Regions from separate parts of the Sus scrofa genome. Here region 1 is linked to region 2. A link is a contact called in public HiChIP or PLAC-seq data. All regions are on one chromosome and are shown on one strand. Each heading gives the region's core, a stretch centred on a gene start, on an enhancer-like site or on the middle of the called end of the contact. The rest is flanking DNA. Distances are from core to core; before and after follow the strand shown. Region 1 has its middle 29 kb from the start of NFAT5. Region 2 overlaps NFAT5 (nuclear factor of activated T-cells 5).

Region 1 (5,860 bases), core at 3,246-5,745, 64 kb after region 2:
GATGGAATTTTCACACATTTAAGGTCAAAGTGAAATTTCTGGGCGGGATCTCTGAATCATAAAGCCAGTCACCACGTGCAGGGGCTCTGAATAGGAGGAAATCGGAACAACAATATGCTGCCTTTTTCAACCCTGGCCCGTGGGCAGTTCCTGAGCCCTGCGTGACCTTCCCAACAGAAAAAGTCACCTTTGGTTACATTAGCAGAGCAGCACTCTGAAACATGCACTAGCAAAACAAAGCATAAGTGTTGCCCCTTCGAAAGGAGACAACTAGGAGTTCCCGTCATGGTGCAGCAGAAATGAATCGACTAGGAACCATGAGGTTGGAGGTTCGATCCCTGGCCCTGCTCAGTGGGTTAAGGATCCGGCATTGGCATGAGCTGTGGTATAGGTTGCAGACAGGATCTGGAGTTGCTATGTCTCTGGCGTAGGCTGGCACCTGTGGCTCCAATTAGACCCCTAGTCCTGGGAACATCCATGTGTCGTGGGTGAGGCCCTAAAAGGACAAAAGACAAAAAAAAAAGAAAAAAGAAAAAAAAGAAAGGAGACAATTAGGCTGGCACTAAACTTCACCTGTGCCAAGCTGGTCATCAAGCACTTTTATGTGCTCTCAATCCACTCATCTCTGTGATGAAGATACTATTATCAGCCCCATTTTACGGGCGTGAAAACTAAGGCCCAAAAAGGAGAGGTGACTCACCCAAATGTTACACAACTACTAAGCAGATGAAAAGGGTTGCAATTCAGATGCATTTGACTCTGAATCAAGCGTTTTTTTTCTAAATGCTACAAAGTAACTTTGCAAACAATATATATAGAGAGATACATACATAGATATAGATATAGATATAATTTTTTAATCTCTTAAACTTAAAAAAAAAAAAACACTGCATCTACAGCATATGCTATCCCCACTGTGTGGTTTATATTCTGAAACCAGATGGTAAAATAACCAACAGTCCTTTCTAGCACTCACACAAGTTCTGGTCACACTTTTCTACACTCAAGGAAGCTCCAAATACATACATTTAATGTGGTACCCAAGGAACAGATTCCACATTTCAAACTTGGTGTGATGTATTTACCTTGCACCTGACTTTCTCTGAGATTTGCCCCATTCTCTTTATAGGAAACAATCATGAGATCCACAGTTCAGTTATCTATGAAGTTTTTCTTTCCCAACCTTTCATTATGAAAACTTTCAAACATACAGACAAATTGAAATGGTTATGTAGGGAATCCATAAACCCAGCAAGTTTCCATCATTAACATTTTACTATACTTTAAATTTTTTGTTGTTTTCGATAGGTGCAGAGAACTTTGCAAGCATCATCTCACTTATTCCATGAAAAAGCTCTTTGAAGCTGGTACTATTATTACTCCCATTTAATGGAGGAGTAAATTGAAGCTCAAAAAGTTGGACAGAAAGACAATCCGTTTGTCCACAAAACCACTATTCTAGTTACAGTCACAAAGATCAAGGCCAACTTGAGCTGAATTTGGCAGAATTTTATTAGCTCAGTTCATGTTGGAGATTTGTTTTTGTTTTTTGTTTTTTCCAGAATCAGAGATGTTTCCATGTGTCAAATTCAGCAAAGGAGACAATGTGTTGAGCAGGAAGGGTTTGATCTTTATTTCTTTATTCTTGGGTTTGTTCTTGAATTCTTTACTTTAAAAAGTGTACAGCATGGGAGTTTCCATCATGGCTCAGCAGTAATGAACCCAAATAGCATCTACGAAGATGCAGGTTTGATCTCTAGCCTCGCTCAGTGGGTTAAGGATCCAGTGTTGCAGTGAGCTGTGGCGTAGGTGGCAGATTCGGCTCAGATCCTGAGTTGCTGTGACAGTGGTGTAGGCCGGCAGCTGCAGCTCTGATTCAACCCCTAGACTAGGAACTTCCATATGCCATGGGTGTGGCCCTAAAAAGACAAAAAAAAGTGTACAGCAGAGACACATACAAAAAGATGTTCACTGCAGTGTTATTTAAAATGAGAAAAAATTGAAAACAGTCTAAATACCCTAAATGAAAAAAAGTTGATGAAGGAATGCTCAAAATATGACATATGATGCAAATGTTAAAAATTGTCTTTCCTTCACTGCTGTGGTACAGGTTCAATCCCTGGCCCAGGCACTTCCATATGTCATGGAAGCGGCAAAAAAAAAAAAAAAAAAAAAATTATCTTTCTTTTGCCTCATAGAAATATTTGTCAGTCTAGCACAGGACATATGAGCATGATCCACATGTAATGTGATAGTCAGGGATGTAAATGCAAAGACCGCATATCATTCTCTTTGGCGAAGGAAAATAACAGACTGAATATCAGAATCGGAACAATGGAGAACGCCAGGGCAAAAGGATCTGTAACGGGCACTATCATCTAGGACATGTATCAGGCACAGTTCACTCCGTCTTGAAAAGCCTAATATAAGGTACAACGACAACAACAAAAATCACCAGCATCTTTCATTGTGCGCAAATCTACTGAGTGCTTAGTAGATGCAGACACCCAGACTCGGTGGTAGAGAGAAAAGATTCCTCCCTTTGTGGAGGATGGCAGTCTAGGTAGGAAGTAATCCTCCTACCTCGTCTCTGGATCACACCAAGGGACTGGTTTAGGAAAGACTCCTCCATCTGATAACACTCAGAGCAGTGGCTTCCCCCCAACCCCAGGAGACATCTGGCAATGTCTGCAGACACTTCTGATTGTCACAACTTAGGGGGAAGTGCTACTGGTGTCTAGTGGGCAGAGGTCAGGGATGTTGCTAAACAACCTCTAAAGCCCAGATCAGCTGCACACACCCTTTCCCAGACAAAGAATTATCTGGCCCATATGTCAACAGTGATGAGGCTGAGAAAGTTGACTTAGAGAGACTCTCAGGATTCTTTCCTGGAGGTTACAGAGAAGGCGAAAAGTGGAAGGAGAAGGATGGCCCACAGGAAGATGGCAGCCCTGGGGTCGTGTGTGCGCCCTGGGAGGAAGAGGATTTACCTGCGTGATTTCAGCGTTTGTTAGGCAAACCCATGGGTAGAGAGAGACAGCTCCAGTGTATTGAGCATCTACTCCAAAAGTTAATTTGTAAATACTTCACTGGCATGTCTTGGATCCCCTGCCTGCCTGCCTCCAGAAGGAGACCATATGGTGAAAATGAAAAGCTGTGGAGATAAAATCAGAAGATCTGGGTGGAATTCCAACTTTGCAATAATGAAAATCACTTGACTTCTCTAAGCCCCCACGTCCACTCTTGAGAAATGGGATAGAAATGTCCCCCCTCCCACGGCTGAGATGAGAACAGGTGTATGAATACGCCTGACTCTTTGTACAGACTCAAAGGTGACACTGTCACTATTACTGTTTGCACGTTCACATTGTATCATACAGTAAAAAAAGTGGTTATAAAATAGAACATATTGTATGTGTCTAATTTTTGCTCAGTATGAATACCTACCAAGAAAAGTCTAGATATAATTGTATCAAATGGCTAACATAAATTGTCCCTGAGTGAGGAGAAGCAAAACAGAAGCAAATTACCTTTGGAATTAGTGAATGTGTGTTACTTAAACTCAAACACGTTACTCTTTTCAAAGATATTTTATGATTTGAGGAAAATATTTAGGATGCGATTTAAGCAAAAACTAAAGCGAGAGAGAAATTGTGTACAGCTGTGCTGCCCAATATACTCACCACCAGCCCATGTGGCTACTGAGAACTTGAAATGTAGCCAGTCCCAACTGAGATGCACTATAGTTGGGGGTGGAGGTGGGGGAGATTTCAAAGACTTAAAAAGAATGTAAACTATTTCATCAATAATTTGTATATTGATTGTATGAGGCAATGGTAGTATGTTTAGATCTTTTGGGTTAAGTACAATCCATTATTAAAATCGATTTCACCTGTTTGTTTTCATGTTCTTTAATGAGGCTACCAAAACATTTTCAACTACGCATGTGGCTCACATTTCTGATTCACATATCTCTTCTGAATACTGCTGTTGCAAGTATAAACAACATAAACTTGACCCATGTCAGGAAAAAAAACACAGAGGAAAAAAAAAAATAGAATGGAAAAATACCAAACTCATCACCATAACTATATCGAAATGAAAGGATGATGGGTGATATTTTTCAGCTTCTTCACACCTTTCTGTGCTTTCCAAGCATTCTGTGGGGATGCAGATAGCCTTGTGCTAATCTGAAAATGGGCAAAAAGAGTCGAGACTCTCTCCTGTATTCCAGGACAAAAACTGTCCTTTCTCGAAATGAGTGCATCGTCCGGAGACTGCTCTTTCGTGGAGAGGAAGATGATCTTGTAGCGGGCCAACCTCCCCTTCCGTCCTTGGGTTTGCGAGGGAAGGTCTGACACGGCTCCCCACTCTCTGTGGGGGCGGGGCGACCCTCCCCGGGGCCTTCCCCACAAAAAGGGAACAGAGGGTGTGAGGAGGCTGTGAGGAGCAGCTCCGGGGATGCTCAGATCATCCCTGGGCAAGGAAATGAGTCATCTCATGAGTCAGCCCCACCGCCCTGCTCTCATTCTTGGTATTGTTCCACCTCACTGCTCCTCTCTGTCTGTCACCCTTTCCCCCTAAACCACACGTGTGGCCCTGAGACAGCCTAGGCAGAGCTGGCTGAGAAGGGCACCTGGGTGCCCAGGACCTAAGCAGCATCCTTCACGGTGCTGCCTGTGGTCCCCACATCATCTCTCACCCACAAAGCTGCCCATTCCGCACAGGTGTTATTAGCTCTCTCCGTCAAAGATGCGAAAAGTGAAGTACAGAGATCCTTGGTCAAAGTGTCTGGTAGGAAGAGGCCCAGGCGAGATTCAAATCCAGGCCTGGCCTCCAGCCAGTGCTGCCAAAAAAGGCAGGCCCTGCAGCTTGGCCTCTCCTAGGGCTCTCACGGAGGTCTATCCCCACAAGAGGAAGAAGTAATTAACCTGTGTCCCCTCATTGCCCTGTATTTCAGGTCCCCTCAAATGTCCAGGCACCTGACACATAGGTGGTCTGCTTCTCTCTCCCAAAATACATCTCTGGGAAAGAGTCTAAGAGTCCAATATCACACATTTACACCAAAGTATGACTTTAGGCCTATAATTCTTTTTTTTTTTTCTGCTTTTTAGGGCCGCACCCATGGCACATGGTGGTTCCCAGGTAGGGGTCAAATTGGAGCTACAGCTGCAGGCCTACACCACAGCCACAGCAACGCAGGATCCAAGTCACGTCTGTGACCTACACCACAGCTCATAGCAATGCCAGATCCTTAACCCACTAAGCAAGGCCAGGGATCAAACCCGCAACCTCATGGTTCCTAGTTGGATTCATTTCTTCTGTACCATGAGGGGAACTCCGGCTTATAATTACTTCTTCAGGTGAAGGAGCATCTGTAGGTGAAGTCCTACTCCAGCTGCAAGGTGAAAGACTGGAAGGAATTCCTGCCATTGGGAGAACTGTGGGAGAGAGACCTGAGGGAGAACGAAGGGGTTCTCAGTTCTGCTCCCTCCGGAGAAGAGGAGCCCACCTACTCAAGGAGCCAAGTCTTTCCTTCAGTCTATTAGCAGGGAGGGTGGGGCTGAGGCCAAGTAAGCAGATACTCATGTGATGTGGCTGCCGCAGAATGCCACCCCCTCAGAGATTCCACTGGTGGGGGGAGTCATGCCGTGGGATTAAAGATTTCCTTTCTTTTAAACCTTTTAAATATCTCTTTGTAATTTACTGTTTTTATAGATAATACATATAGATATTATATGAATTACATTCACATAATTCAAAAATTATGCACCATTGATACAAATGTAAATAAAACTATATACATTTTAAACCATGAAACTATATTATACACACACACACAAAGTGATACTGAAAAGAC
Region 2 (5,843 bases), core at 203-2,702:
TCCAGATCTGTTTTGACTCCAAAGCCTAAACATGTAACCAAAATATTATAGGATGGTTTGAGTATGGTTTTATCTAATTACTTGCGGGTAGTTTTATTTAGTTAGCTCATTCTCAAAATAAAGCTAAAAGATGCATGTGTGAAAGATTCACCTTGAAATTTAATAGCAGAAAAAAGTGTAAAAATAAAAAATTTAAGTGCTTAGTGCTCATCATAGAGAAAATGCTACATAAGTATTAGCTATTATTACTCACAGGAAATAACTGTAGCAGTAGAGAGGGGGGAAAAAAGTATGCACTGTGTTCCTTATAGTGATGTTTATAACAGTTAAAATAAAATAAAACTCCATCATCGAAGACTGGCTGATTTAAGTATATTTGGTATTTACACTATGGGATACAATCAGCCCTCTCTATCCTCAGGTTCCACATCCTTGGATTTAACCAATCACATATGTTTTAAAAAAATTCAAACTTAAGATAAATATATAAATACATATTAATTATACAGATTAAACACAAGGCAGCATTAACAGGGAAAAGAAACACAAAAATGGGAATTCCCATTTTTGGCTCAGTGGTATTGAACACCACTAGCATCCATGAGGATGTGGGTTCAATCCCTGGCCTTACTCAGTTGGTTAAGGAATTAGCATTGCCATGAACTGTGATGCAGGTCGAAGATGAAGCTTGGATCTAGAGTTGCTATGGCTACGGCGTAGGCTGGCAGTTGCAGCTCCAATTCATCCCCTAGCCTGGGAACTTTCATATGCCATAGGTGTGGCCCTAAAAAAAAAAAAGAAACAAAAATGAAAAAGAAAAAGAACAATGGAGGATAACTTCAAGAAACAGATGAGGTTGTGACTTGAAGAATTCTTTTACCCAGCCCTTAATTGTTTTTCTTATTATAATCACCCTATTAAACATATTCAATCCTCAATAACCCTAACCACTCATCTTCAATATTCCAGATCCACAGTATTTTAAACTTTAATGGAAAAAATCAAAATACACAGACTAGTTACTACTATGAATTCATGATCCTCCTAAAAGTAGCTCAGGAAACCTTTTATTTATTTATTTCAAGTATTCCTCCTCAGCTCCCCCATCTTAGAGCCACCAACCTATATCTGTCATTCTTGGCAAATAACTGCTTATTGTTCCAAGGAGAAAACAGGCAAGCTCTAAGAATGAATTCCCCATACTTCCTTTTCCAGATACAAATTATCCCTACTTCTGTTCCTTTAGGTCCAAAAGAAAAAACAATCCTGTGTACTAGATTCCTTTTTCTTCTTTTGAAGGAAAACTTTCTTCTATTAAATTAATTCCTATCTTTTATTTTCAACTCTCTTCATTCCACAAGATTCCTATTCCTATTGTATCTCTTTCTAGCTTCCACCTCCCCTTCCCTCTTCCAACACACTTAGTATAACAGTTGTCTTCACTAGCTGCTTCCACTTCCTCTACTCACACCTATTACTCAACCTACTACTACTAGGCTTCTGTTGCCACCAGTCCATTAAAGTTTCTCTGCACCAATAAACTCCTAATTGACTTATCTGCCACCTCTGGTTCTACTACTGGAAATTCCTCTCTTATCTTCTGTTTCTTTTCTTCCCTCATTGATTCTAGTCCACTACTTGTTTCATGCCCCTTAAATATTTAGGGTGTTTTACCCAGGGAAATGAATCCCCAACCTTCTTTCTTTCTGTTGAAAGAAGGTCAACATCAATCATAACTCCATTGATATTCATATGATGATGACTATTTATGTTGGACTCCAGTTCCAGATTTATAGATATAAGTACCTACTTAGTATCTTCTTTTGGATATTTATATAGATATTTCATTCTTAGTATGTCTAAAATCAATCTTTTTTATTGTTTGATAATCTAATTAACAAAGAGGAATGAATCATACAGACACATTGGGAAATGATACAAGTTTGTTGATGTTTGACATGAATTATTGACATTGATGAACATAATACAAAACTCACAATAAGACGAGGACAGTTAGGACAAGCTGGTTAATGACTACTGTCAACTCAAACAGTACTGAATACTAGTTGCTACTCAAAAAAACTTGAAGTGTCTTGAAATCCCATAATTTATACATGATAGACACTTATGGAAGGTTTCCAAAATTTGAATACAAAACAAAAAATACATTACATTAACCATAGCAATTGTGCAGCTCTAAATTCAAATAATTGTAAAGTCAATCTTTTGATTTATTTCCCCCCATCTACTTACCCACCAGAGTCTTTCCCATCTCATTAAATGAGAATTCCTTTTTCCAGTTGCTCCGTTCAAAATTTTTGGTTATCATCTTTTTCTCTCACACGCCACACAATTCATAAGCAATTACCGTCTGCTTTTCCTACACAATATATCCAGAACACCACACTTCCTTTTTTTTTTTTTTTTCTTTTTTTCTTTTTTTAAATCTTTTTAGGGCTGTACCCTTGGCATGTGGAGGTTCCCAGGAGAGGGGTTGAATCAGAACTATAGAAGCTGGCCTATACCACAGCTCATAGCAACGCTGGATCCTTAACCTATTGACAGAGGCCAGGGATCAAACCTACATCCTCCTGGATGCTAGTCAGATTCATTTCCGCTGAGCCATAACGGGAATTCCCACACTTCTTACTACCTCCTGCTACCATCCTGTATATAATACCTAACTATCTCACCTGGACAAATGCAAGTGCTTTTCAAGTGATTTACTATTTCATTCCTACAGTTTATTATCTACATTGTAGCTTGAATGAACAATCCCTTTGAAACCTAATTCAGATCACTCCTCAGCGCCCATCTAAGAGTAAAATCCCAAATCCTACATGATCTAACCACCCAAACATGTCTCTTGCTTTATCATTTACAACTCTCCTCCTTACCCACTCTGCTCCAATCACACTGGCCTCCTTACTAGTAGTTTCTTGAACATGCCAAGCACCTTTCCAATCCTCTGAACTTGCTGTTCCTCCATCCGGGAAATTCTTTCCCTAGGTATTAGCTTACTCCCTTAATTCCTTCAGGCCTCTATAAACGAGGCACCACTTCTTTGGGGCACTCTGACCACCCTACAGAAAACAGCACCCTCTAGCACTTACCCTTCCAAAACCTGCTTTCTTTTTTGTACTCCCCACCACTTTTTGATTGATATAATTTACATAACAATAGTGCACCCTTTAAACTAGACAATTCAATGGTTTGAGTATACTCACAAAGTTTTACAATCATCACCACCATTCAATTCCAGAACATTTTCATAACCCCCAAAAAAACTCCACAGCCATTATTAGCAAGTCATTCCTCACTCCCTCATGACCCAAGTTCTGGCAACCACTAATTTACTCACTGTCTCTATGGATTTGCCTGTTCTTACCCTCTGACATTTGATAGTGATTTGCTTATTATCTCTTTCCAACCAACTGAATATAAACTGCTGAAGGCAGGGACTTTTTTTTAAATCTCTAATTCCAGTACCTAGATCAGTGCTTGGTATACAGTAGGTGCTCAATGTTCCACAAGCATCTTAATTTCAACGTACCTAAAATAAAACTCATTATCTTCTGCTGCCTTATTTACAGCATGAAACAGTTGTTTTAATTTAAAGTGGCATTTACCAAACTATGCTGAAATCGTGTGTCTGTCTGCCCTTTAACAATGGTGAGCCTCTTTACCTTAAGCACTGAGCACAAAATATACTGAATAAATAACACATTCCCAAAGCTCTTAATACTCAATACATTAATGACTTAAATTTATGCTTAAAAATAAAAAATACCATTCTAGCAACAAATCACAATTTACACCCCTCCATTCCAAATAATTCCTATAATCCTTTTTCTCCCTTAATCTTCTCTAGATGACAGAGGTTATTAAGGTCTGTAAAGAGTAACCTTCGCTTACTTATTTATTCTCTATTAACTTTAGGTCCAAGACTTACTTCATAACATGTTGGAGGAAGATTAACTTAGACATACTAGAATAGGGAAGCCAGAACAGAAATGGTAGCAAAAGAATCTGATAGCCAAAGCCGATCTCTAAAGTTCACCATGGTGAACAGTGCTGAGTTACATTTTCAATTAGAATCATTGTAAATTTGTGCAACCTTTCCTGCACAAAGAAAAAACAAAGAGATATATAATAACTGTATAAATATCACTAATTTATTATGGTATTTCTATCTCATTTATTCAGCTTTATATAGTATTTGAGGGTCTCTTATCTCCAACCTTGTGCTACTAATTTAGGTTCTCATATCTAGCCTTGGTTTACCACATCTTGTACAATACTTTTTCCCTCCCTTATTCTCCCCTTCTCCAATCTCCAGCTCTATGATCCAGTTATAATGAACTTCTTTCAATTCTCAACATACTAAGCTCTTGCTCACCTCCAAATCGCCCAATTTGATATTCCAATCATGATACGATATGTCTTTGTCTAAAACATTCTTCCTCCAATACAGCTCCTTCACCTTTACCTGATGAATTTTTATAATTTTAGGACTGAGTCTGGATGTCACCTTTTATCAAAAGCCCTGATTTTCCGACTTCTCATGTCCCATCTCATCAATCTATACTTCTCTTCTCAGAACACATAGTATACTATTTTTAATGGATTATTTATTAGTCCTCTCCCCAACTAGAAGGTAAGCTCAATTAGGGCAGGAATCATATTTTTGTCCTTTACTATTGTATCCTCAGTCAGTCAGTAAACAAATGAGCTTGGCCAAGGTTACAGAAAAAAAAGGAACAGAAGTTAGAATATCTTTTTTTTCCACCCTAGCTTTTCTAGTGATTAACACTGCCAACTTGGGCAAGTCTCTTAATCATGTGGGGTTTTGGTTTATTGCCTATAATATAGGGATGTTAACTATACCTCTCCTAGGTGCAAAAAATTAAATGAGGTAATCTATGTCAAAGTGCTGTACAAAGTTGCAGGCAAAGTGTAATACAACATTAGTGTAAGTTATCTACCTGCCCACTCTCCCATAATAGAAATAATCCTACATGTTATTTATCATAACATGTTAAGTTGGTCTATTAAAGTTAGAAGGAACTTTTCTCAAAATGAAATCAGATTTGGAAGATATACTACAAGCAGATTAATTCCAATTCTATCTCTTAGCAATTTCAACTAACAAGCAGTAGATTTTTCTGAACCTATTAAAGTAGTCAAGTGCTAACAGGTTAATGAACAACTAGGAAGACAGAGAAAAAGTCAGCCCTCTGAGAGCTATAGCTGAAAAGAGCACCTGGGGAAAAAAGTTCTAACATGAAAACTGGTTAAAGTATAAGTTTTTATATTTTAAAAATGCTGATAAGAGCTCCCATCGTGGTGCAGCAGAAACCAATCTGACTAGGAACCGTGAGACTGTGGGTTCAATCCCTGGCCCCGCTCAGTGGGTTAAGGATCTGGCGTTGCTGTGAGCTGTGGTGTAGGTCGAAGAAGTGGCTCAGATCTGATGTTGCTGCAGCTGTGGTGTAGGCCAGCAGCTGTAGCTCCAATTGGACTCCTAGCCTGGAAACTTCTATGTGCCATGGGTGTGGCTCTAAAACACACACATACACACAAATAAAAATAAAAATAAAAATGCTGGAGTTCCCATCATGGCGCAGTGGTTACCGATTCCGACTAGGAACTATGAGGTTGCGGGTTCGGTCCCTGCCCTTGCTCAGTGGGTTAACGATCCGGCGTTGCCGTGAGCTGTGGGGTAGGTTGCAGACGCGGCTCAGATCCCACGTTGCTGTGGCTTTGGCGTAGGCCAGCGGCTACAGCTCCGATTCAACCCCTAGCCTGGGAACCTCCATATGCCGCAGGAGCGGCCCAAGAAA

What was found. HiChIP or PLAC-seq counts read pairs in DNA pulled down with a chosen protein or histone mark.
Region 1: an H3K27ac HiChIP or PLAC-seq map of alveolar macrophages shows a contact between it and region 2. The contact joins two enhancer-like sites. A contact is called at or near these places in 3 of 47 Hi-C or Micro-C datasets (blood, embryonic fibroblasts and epiblast stem cells) and 1 of 2 datasets of contacts at active chromatin or transcription factors (alveolar macrophages).

The regions. Positions count from the first base shown.
Region 1 is chr6:17,461,011-17,466,870 of Sscrofa11.1, forward strand. No RefSeq gene overlaps it. Among named protein-coding and RNA genes, the nearest start is that of NFAT5, 29 kb to the left of the region's middle. Within about 2 kb of position 4,496, at least 27 of the 83 cell types and tissues checked have an H3K27ac peak or open chromatin away from gene starts, as enhancers often do. A contact at or near this core is called in alveolar macrophages, where this site is marked.
Region 2 is chr6:17,399,644-17,405,486 of Sscrofa11.1, forward strand. The region is part of intron 1 of NFAT5 (nuclear factor of activated T-cells 5); the gene reads right to left. Among named protein-coding and RNA genes, the nearest start is that of NFAT5, 32 kb to the right of the region's middle. Within about 2 kb of position 1,453, at least 1 of the 83 cell types and tissues checked has an H3K27ac peak or open chromatin away from gene starts, as enhancers often do. A contact at or near this core is called in alveolar macrophages, where this site is marked.